2 separate regions of the Mus musculus genome follow, and region 1 is linked to region 2. The links are chromatin contacts, called in public HiChIP or PLAC-seq maps. All regions are on one chromosome and are shown on one strand. Each heading gives the region's core, a stretch centred on a gene start, on an enhancer-like site or on the middle of the called end of the contact. The rest is flanking DNA. Distances are from core to core; before and after follow the strand shown.

The links. HiChIP or PLAC-seq counts read pairs in DNA pulled down with a chosen protein or histone mark.
Region 1: a contact with region 2 is called in an H3K27ac HiChIP or PLAC-seq map of large pre-B cells, with 5 times the contacts expected there. The contact joins two enhancer-like sites. A contact is called at or near these places in 1 of 39 promoter capture datasets (pre-B cells), 5 of 484 Hi-C or Micro-C datasets (the G1E-ER4 cell line, cardiomyocytes and embryonic stem cells), 1 of 115 datasets of contacts at active chromatin or transcription factors (large pre-B cells) and 1 of 9 other capture datasets (embryonic stem cells).

What each region holds. Positions count from the first base shown.
Region 1 is chr17:29,512,666-29,517,320 of GRCm38.p6, reverse strand. No RefSeq gene overlaps it. Among named protein-coding and RNA genes, the nearest start is that of Gm26885, 23 kb to the right of the region's middle. Within about 2 kb of position 2,705, at least 61 of the 459 cell types and tissues checked have an H3K27ac peak or open chromatin away from gene starts, as enhancers often do. A contact at or near this core is called in the G1E-ER4 cell line, where this site is marked.
Region 2 is chr17:28,893,520-28,898,145 of GRCm38.p6, reverse strand. It overlaps Bnip5 (BCL2 interacting protein 5), which reads left to right. Exons shown (of 12, transcript NM_172450.3): 12 at 1-1,751. Among named protein-coding and RNA genes, the nearest start is that of 1700030A11Rik, 9.4 kb to the left of the region's middle. Within about 2 kb of position 3,170, at least 86 of the 459 cell types and tissues checked have an H3K27ac peak or open chromatin away from gene starts, as enhancers often do. A contact at or near this core is called in the G1E-ER4 cell line, where this site is marked.

The DNA of each region.
Region 1 (4,655 bases), core at 1,456-3,955, 620 kb before region 2:
TTTTTGGTTTTTTTCTAGACAGGGTTTCTCTGTGTATCTACCATCTCTACCTCTGTCTGTCCTGGAACTCACTCTGTAGCCCAGGCTGGCCTCGAACTCAGAAATCTGCCTGCCTCTGCCTCCCGAGTGCTAAAGGCTCAGACTTAGGGTTCTATTCATGCTGGAAAAACACTCAACTTAGTGTTTTTCTAAAAGTCATTTATCAACAAACAAATAAACAAACAAATGCTGGTTGAATTGGGATATCACTATGTAGCCCCAGCTAGCCTGAAACTTATGTAGACCAGGCTGTCCGGGAACTTACAAAAATCTACCTACTTCTGCCTCCTGAGTGCTGGGACTGAAGGCATGTGCCACCTCAACCTGCTTTAAAAAGTTATCTCTATTTTTTTTTAAATCGTGTGCACTCGGGTTTGAACACATGAGTCCAGGTTCCCAGGAAGGCCAGAAGAGGCTGTTGGAGTCCCTGGAGCTGAGTTCTGGGTGGTTGTGAAACACCAGGGTTAGGTGCAGGGAACCAAATTTGGTTTCTGTAAGAACAATGTGTGCTCTTAGCCAGTGAGCCATCTCTCCAGGCCTCCAAGGAAAGAGTATGTAAAAGCTCACTGCTGAGAGCTGGTGTGCACCTATCATCAGCAAGGAACCACTCCTGTGGCCTGTGTTTCACACCCAAGTGTAATGTTATAGTCTTATACCCACTGTCCTTACAGGTCGGCCTTGCATGCAGTGCTACAGAGTACTAGAGGAAGTGACATGGCCAGGCCACATATAAAAGCAGGACTTAGGTCACACTGGCTGAGCTCCTGAAGAAGCAGCAGCATGTCCTATCTAGTACCTTCCATATTTTTTTAAAGATTTATTTATTTCATTTATATGAGTACATTGTTGCTGTCTTCAGACATACCAGAAGAGGGCATCACATCAGATCCCATTCCAGATAGCTGTGAGCCACCATGTGGTTGCTGGGAATTGAACTCAGGACCTCTGGAAGAGCGGTCAGTATTCTCAACCACTGAGCCATCTCTCCAGCCCCATATATTTTATTTTATTTTTTTAAAGATTTATTTATTTAGGGCTGGCAAGATGGCTCAGTGGTTGAGAGTACTGACCGCTCTCCCAGAGGTCCTGAGTTCAATTCCCAGCAACCACATGGTGGCTCACAACCATCCGTAATGAAATCTGATGCCCTCTTCTGGAATATCTGAGGACAGCTACAGTGTACTTACATATAATAAATAAATAATTTTTTTTTGAGACAGGGTTTCTCTGTGTAGTCCTGGCTGTCCTGGAACTCACTCCGTAGCCCAGGCTGGCCTCGAACACAGAAATCCGCCTGCCTCTGCCTCCCGAGTGCTGGGATTAAAGGCGTGTGCCACCACTGCCCGGCTAAATAAATTTTTTTTAATTATTTATTTATTATATATACAGCATCCTGCCTGCATGTAAGCCTGCAGGCCAGAAGAAGGCCTCAGATCTCATTACAGATGGTTGTGAGCCACCATGTTGCGGCTGGGAATTGAACTCAGAACCTCTGGAAAACCAGTTAGTGCTCTTAACCACTGAGCCATCTCTCCAACCCTTCTATACACTTCTTGGTTTTTTTTGTTTTGTTTTGGTTTTTTTTTTTGTTTGTTTGTTTTTTGTTTTTTTCGAGACAGGGTTTCTCTGTATAGCCCTGGCTGTCCTGGAGCTCACTTTGTAGACCAGGCTGGCCTCGAACTCAGAAATCCTCCTGCCTCTGCCTCCCGAGTGCTGGGATTAAAGGCGTGGGCCACCACGCCCGGCTTTCTATACACTTCTTAACTCCTAATATGCAGCAGCCTCAATGGAGAGTGGGATAGTAGGGTTACCTTATATCCTATCTAGTACCTTTAAACCTTGTCTCAGAAAACTACGTACATAAACAAATGAACAAATAAGTAGCCTTCTAAACATTGGCATGGTGGTGGTGTGGGCCTGGAAACTGTGTTTGGTGATTGGAGGTATGGGATCAGGAGTTCAAACTCTTCCCCATCTGTATGTTCATGTTTCGGGCTAGCCTGGGCTGCTTGAGACCATATGCTGTGTAGGAACAACAAAACAAAAGTGTTTGAAGCCAGATACGGTGGGGTTCACGTTCTGTCTCGGCACTGTCTCGGCACTGGGAGGCTGAGGAAGTCCAATGTCTGTGCGTTAGAAGATAACCTTGTCTACAGAAAGAGTCCTAGTCTACATTAGACCTATAAGACCGTGTCTCAAAAAATAAAGTGAAGTAAAAGAAGTGTCTGGGAGTGGAGATCTGTTCGTCCCCGTGGGGCTGTGCATGGGGGCCAGAGGCAGATGTCAGATGTCCATGATCACTCTTCTTTATCCCCTCAAGATGGTCTCTCCTACACCAGACTGGAGTTTGCTATTGCCTGGCTACACTGCCTAAGCTGTCTAAAAACCTCAGAAATCCTCCGGCCTCAGTACCGGGATTCCAGGTGCACACCATGCTCCAGACTGGCTTCTGTGATCTGAACTCAGGGTCACATGCTTTGGCAGCTCTTACCCACCGAGCCATTCTCCCCAACACTATTCGTTTGAATCACATTCCTCCCAGCCCTGAACACTCCTCCTACTGTGTACTCACCGAATTCAGAATAGCGAGCAGTCTAACTCCTTTTCCCAATAAACTGCGAGAAATTCATTTGGACCTGGGGCAGTTCTTCAAATGACCACTAGGTGGCAATCGGCGACAAGTTTCCAGTTAGCACTGCCGGCCAAAACAAGATTCTACAAACAGTATTGAAACCTACAACAGGATTTAATCCCTGCCCCGGTGTCTTCAGCCCAGTCACAGCAGAAGTGAGGAGGCTGGAAACCAGAAATAAACTCGATTAAGAGAAACTTGAGCCGGGCCAGGTGTAAGCGGGTCATTCCACCAGCTGACGACCCTAAGGCAGGAGGGTCAAAAAGTTCCAGGCCTACCGGAATTCGAACTCCAGCAATTTGGTGAGACTGTATAACAAAATAAAAAGCAAAAAGATGGCTGGGCCCGAAAGCACAAAAGATGGCTCCTCAGATTAAAAGTGTTTGCTGCAGGGTCCAGGCAGCCTGAGTTCAACCCTGGAAACCTCATCCTAAAGCTGTCCTTTGACATGTACACACAGGCACACACGCACACACACACACACACACACACACACACACACACACACACACACCATAGCACCCATGTGCCTATACACACACACAGTAATAATAAGAATAAATAGATGGGGGCTGGAGATGCTCAGCGGGTAAGAGCACTGACTACTCTTCCAGAGGTCATGAGTTCAAATCCCAGCAACTACATGGTGGCTCACAACCATCCTTAATAAGATCTGATGCCCTCTTCTGGTGTGTCTGAAGACAGCTACAGTGTACTTAGATATAATAATAAATAAATCTTAGGAAAAAAATAAATAGATATGTTTAGCTTTTTAAAGAGACACTAGAAGGTACTTGGTGTGGGAAACTCTAAGGTTCAGTATACAAAAATGAGCTGTGTAGCCTTGGCTATCCTGGGACTCTCTCTGTAGACCAGGCTGGCCTCGAACCTACAGAGATTCATTCACCTGCCTTGGCCTGTGAAGGTGTGTGTCTCCCATTTTCTTTTCTTTTTAAGATTTATTTTATGTATGTGAGTACACTGTTGCTCTCTTCAGAAAGAAGAGAAGAGGGCTTCCAATCCCGTTATAGATGGTTGTGAGCCGCCATGTGGTTGCTGGGAATTGAACTCAGGACCTCTGAAAGAGCAGTCAGTGCTCTTAACCGCTGAGCCATCTCTCCAGCCCCATGTGCCTCCCATATTCTCCACTCTATCACCTTCTGGGGAAGCCTTCACACTTCCACTAAGGCTGCTTCTGTTAGGGAGGCCCTCCCACTTCTACTCCTGACCTCTCCAGCCCCACCCCATCTCCGCAGCCTGTCACAGGTGGCTACCCCCTCTTCGGCCAACAAGTGTCGCTCTTGGCTCACGGACTCCAATCTAGCTGGCTCCTGCTTCTTCCCTTTCTACCACCCTTCCTCCCCTGGCTTCAGTCCCCAGGCCTCAGTCCCACCTCCCCTGGGCTTCACTCTGCACTGATGACCCAAGCCCTCCCCCATCCCTTCGGTTTTGACCTCTCTGAAATCCACTTTGTTTATGTAACTGCTTCCACTAAGACCGGTCCACCGGTCACGGAGCTCAGCAAGAGCAGGTCAGTACCTATGCCCTGGGAACAAACAGAGCCTAGCAAAGAGATAAGCGGTCGCTTACAAGGTGAGGGTCAGAGGAGAGAATCGATTCCCACAGGTTGCCCTCTGACCCCAGCCCTCTCACGGTGGATGGCCAGCCCACATCCATACATTCGCACTCATGAGTAAATGAGTGTAATTTTATCTTTTTTGTTTGGTTGGTTGGTTTTTGGTTTTTCGAGACAGGGTTTCTCTGTATAGCTCTGGCTGTCCTGGAACTCACTCTGTAGACCAGGCTGGTCTCGAACTCAGAAATTCACCTGCCTCTGCCTCCAGAGTGCTGGGATTAAAGGCGTGCACCACCACGCCCAGCCGTAATTTTACATTTTAATGCAAAGTCTATTTATGAGGCTTACTGTTGGGGACGGGTATAGTGGCACAGGCCTTTCACTCTAGGGCTCAAGCCACAAAGGTAG
Region 2 (4,626 bases), core at 1,921-4,420:
AAGGTCTCACTCTGTGGCCCAGGTGAGCATCTCTCTACCCCAACCCCACCCTAGTCTCTTGAGTACTGAGACTACAGCTGTGTGCCACCACACCTGGGCTACTTTACATGGTCACAGCTGGGTAGATTTCAGAAAGTCGAAGAGGGCTTCAAGCTGGACTGCCCCAGATGCTGCACAGATGTGCACTGCCCCAAAGCCTCTTGCCCTAAGACATGCAGCCTTCATCCTGTCTGTGCTGGATGGTTGTGTGTCAACTTGACACAAGCTGGAGTTATCACAGAGAAAGGAGCCTCTGTTGAGGAAATGCCTCCATGAGATCCAGCTGTAAGGCATTTTCTCAACTAGTGATCAAGGGGGGAGGGCCCAGCCCAGTGTGGGTGGGGCCATCCTTGGGCTGGTGGTCCTGGGTTCTACAAGAAGGTAGGCTGAGCAAGCCACGGGGAGCAAGCCAGTAAGTAGCCCCGCTCTGTGGTGTCTGCTTCAGCTCCTGCCTCCAGGTTCCTGCCCTGTGTGAGTTCCTGTCCTGACTTCCTTTGGTGATGAACCTCGATTTGGAAGTGTAAGCAGGTTAAACCCTTTCCTCTCAATTTACATTTTGGTCACAGTGTTGGGTTAGAAACCCTGACTAAGACACCATTATCACTGATGGCTGGGACGTGTTTGGCCCTCTTGTGGATGTGTCTATCTGCACAATTGTGAGATGTGGCCAGTGACATAGATACGCATATTCGTCACACGTCCATACCCACACACAGGAGCTGGGGCCATTGACTCCCTGGGCTATTGGCAGGAAAGTGTGACCATGGGGGAGGGTATCAAAGCCTGGGTGGCAGAGTGAGTCTCGTAAGCCTTGGAGACTATTGGTGGCCACAGCAGGCTCATGGCACCTGGGCTGAATGGCTTCATTCATGGCAGCTGAATGGAGGTAGGAAGGCCTGGCTCTCAGGTGGAGGCAGTCTCAAGCGAAGGCATCCTTTCAGGAAGTTCAACTAAAATCCTCCCTTTATTTATTTATTTTTAATTCCATCAAGGTGTCTCTTACTGGCACTTGATCTCCTTATAGATTTATTTTAGGTAGTATTCTTGGGTGTGGCATGGACGTGCAAGAGCCAAAGCTTTGAGTGACTTTTCAAAAGATGGTGTTGTGTGCATTGGTGGGTTATTTTTGTTTGTTTGTTTGTTTGTTTGTTTTTGCCTGCGTGTGTATCTGTGTGTGGGTGTCAGACTCCTGGAATTGGAGTTACAAGAAATTACTGTAATGTGGATGCTGGGAATTGAACCTGGGGCCTCTGGAAGAGCAGTCAATGCCCTCTTATCCACTGAGCCATCTCTCCAGCCCCGGGAACTAAATTTTTGAAACAAGGGTCAGGAGCCTTTTGTACATAGTTTATTTTATTATTAGCAAATCAGTCTTCTACATAGTTCAGGTTAGTTACCACACCCAACTGTACATAGTTTCTTTTATTTATATATAAATTATGTTTTCATTTTAAATTATGTGGGTTGGTATGAGTGCAGTATCCACGGAAGCCAGAAGAGGGTGCTGTATCTCATGGCGCTGGATGGTTGTAAGCTGCCTGCTGGGAACAGGGCTTGTTTTACCACTGAGTGCTCGCTCCAAACCTTGGACATTGTCTCTTATCTGTAAGAACGACTATCCAGGCTGTAGAATATTTGTTATGAGTTCCCGATGCTGGCATCCAAGTCTGGTTTTTATACTGTGTTGTTTGAACCAATAAAGACACTGACTCAAAGTGTGAACCGGATCTTTTCAGGGAAGCTAGGTCATCTTGCTCCACCCAGTGGAGACAAAATGGCTGCCCCCGTGTTCCATCTAGAAGAGACCAGATGGCCGCCACCAGCCCCCATCCAGGACAGTCCGAGCTAGTGGGGCCAGCCTCCCTGTCCCTGTCCTGGGTTCTCTCTGGCTCAACTTTAGAGTGACACCATGCTGACACAGTAATAAAAGGGGTGCTAGGTTGGGTGGTCATGAGCTCAGGGCTTCCCATCCGATCCCAGGCGGGTAATGTCAGAAATGAGATATTGCTGTCCTAACCTGACTCCTGAGGCAGAGAGAGGCTGGGTCAGCCATCGTTCTTTTTGATTACTTGATGAAGCTGGTGTGACTTAGCACAGGTGTGGAGAAAGGGTTTGAGGCCGCTCTCTGCTATGTGTCTGAATGGGAAAAGGACGGCATGGTTGAGGGGACGTTTACTGTAGATATGAATGACAGAGAAGCCAGAGGCATCTGGGAGAGTCCAGACTGCACATGGCTAGCAGACTGACGCAGACCATGAGATGGCGGTGGGAATCCATAGAGGAAGGAGGGGCTGTGGACCAAAAGAGAGGCCACATAGCCAAAATGGCTGGTTATATATACAGGAATGGGAGAATCTGGGGTAAGGGGAAGAAAGCTCTGGCGTTGGAGAGAATGCGGGTAGGGGGGCGGGGCATGCCAGGCAGGACGAGTCTGTAACAGGCACTTGTGAGTATGGACTGAGCCAGAGTCTGCCTTGGTGTGTTAAATAGGCACCTCAGCCATTTGTCCCGGGTTTCTCTGAGACCTCACAATATCCAGTTTGAATTCAGCCTGGGTTGTAAGGGTTCAGCATGTGGGAAGCTACATACGCCATTACAAGATGGCGCTGGCTACCGCTGGCCACCGCCCATAAGTTCGGGTAAACAACCAATGTGCGCATGTGCATAAGGGTTTTGCGCCACGTCACAGCCCATCCTGGGGAATGTAAATGAGACACTGAAACACAACCAATCAAGTATAGGCCACTCCTAGGCCTATACAAGCAGCGCCAGTTCTGGGCTGGGGACTTTTGCCTTCTCTATCAAGCTCTCCCAATAAACGTGTGCAGAATAATCCTGTTGTGGCGTCTTCCTTGCTGGTGAGTCGGGCGTCCACAAGTGGTGCGGAAACCCGGGAACGAAACATCTTCAGGCATGAGCAAAGACCCCCTGTTACAGGGAGGATTCAGAACTGCATCACGGGGAAGGAGTAACGTACGTCTTTGAGAGGTGTGCTTCCCTTTGGAGTAGATCCTTTAACAGTTGCTTGTCTCATTCTAGTCATCTTTATAGTAGTCCTGATTCTGTGCTATTGCCTTAATTGCCATCGTCCAGGGCATGAGTGTGTTTGCTGGGAAGGGAAACTGAAACCAGGCATTTCTGCTTTGAAAACTAATTAGGGCTTGTATACAGGATAAGAAGTGTGAAAAAGAGGGACAAAGACTGTTACAGGAACATCAGGAAAGTATGTCAGAAACAGAGAAAGATGTGAGAGCAGGAGTGCGCAGAAAACAAAAACTAGAAAAGGAAAAGAAGAGTCAAAAGGATAAAGAAAAAAAGGAGACCAAAAAGGGGGGTGGAACGGAGATCAAGCCCATCATTAACTGATCTAGAACAGCTTGAACTTTCGAGCTCAGAAGATTCTGAACTAGCTACAGAGGAGGAGGAGGAGCTAGAAGAGGTTGCTGCAGCTTATGAGTCGGAACGGTATGGCCCGATAGAGTCAGCTCCCAGTGTCCCTCCACCTTCTCCACCTTATTCTAAGAAAACAGGAAGTGATACTGGAAGCAGCCACTCCTTTGGTACTCCAGCAGTACGAAGGAAGTTGAGACAGATGTTTCCGGTGTTTGAGGACCAAAATCAGGGTAGATATTATGAACCCTTGGGGCACAAACAAGTAAAAGATTTAGCAGAGTCGGTGAGGACCTATGGAGTCAATGCATCTTTCACCCAATCTCAGGTAGAAAGGCTCGCTCACACTGCTATGACACCCAATGATTGGATGAGTGTTGTTAAAGCATGCTTAACTATGGGACAATATCTAGATTGGAAATCTATCTGGCATAATGTTAGCGCTAATCAGGCCTGTGCCAATGCAGCAACAGGGCAACTGGCATGGAGTTTCGAAATGCTTACAGGACAAGGACAATGGGCAAATAATCAAGTAGGTTATCCAGTGCAGGTCTATGAAAAATTAATAATACAGCTATAAAGGCATGGAAAGGTCTGCCTAATAGGGGGGAAGTATCAGGAAATTTGACAAAAGTAATTCAAGAAATGAATGAGCCATTTTCAGATTTTGTAGCCCGTATGATGGAGGCAGCCAGAAGAATATTTGGTGATTCTGAAGCAGCTATGCCATTGATAGAACAACTAGTTTATGAGCAATGCACAAAGGAGTGTAGGAATACAATAACACCTTGGAAGGGAAAGGGCCTGCAGATGTGGGTGAAGGCATGCAGAGAGATAGGAGGGCCATTGTCTAATTCAGGTCTAGCCGGAGCTGTATTATCGGCTCAGAGATCAAAAGGAATAACTTGCTACAGTTGTGGACAGACAGGACATATACAAAGACAATGCCCTAGGGATAGAAGGAGTAAACCTGAAAAGAAGGTGCCAGGCATCTGCCCAAAGTGTGGTAAAGGAAAGCATTGGGCTAATGAGTGTAGATCGGTCAAGGACATAAAAGGGAGACTGATACTTCAAAATAATATGCAACAGTCAAAAAACGAGACAGGGGGCCCGCGTCCCCAGGGCCCACAAATGTATGGGGCGTTCCAGACCACAGTGTCTATGAGGCCACCCAAAGACCGAGGAGAACCACTCCGG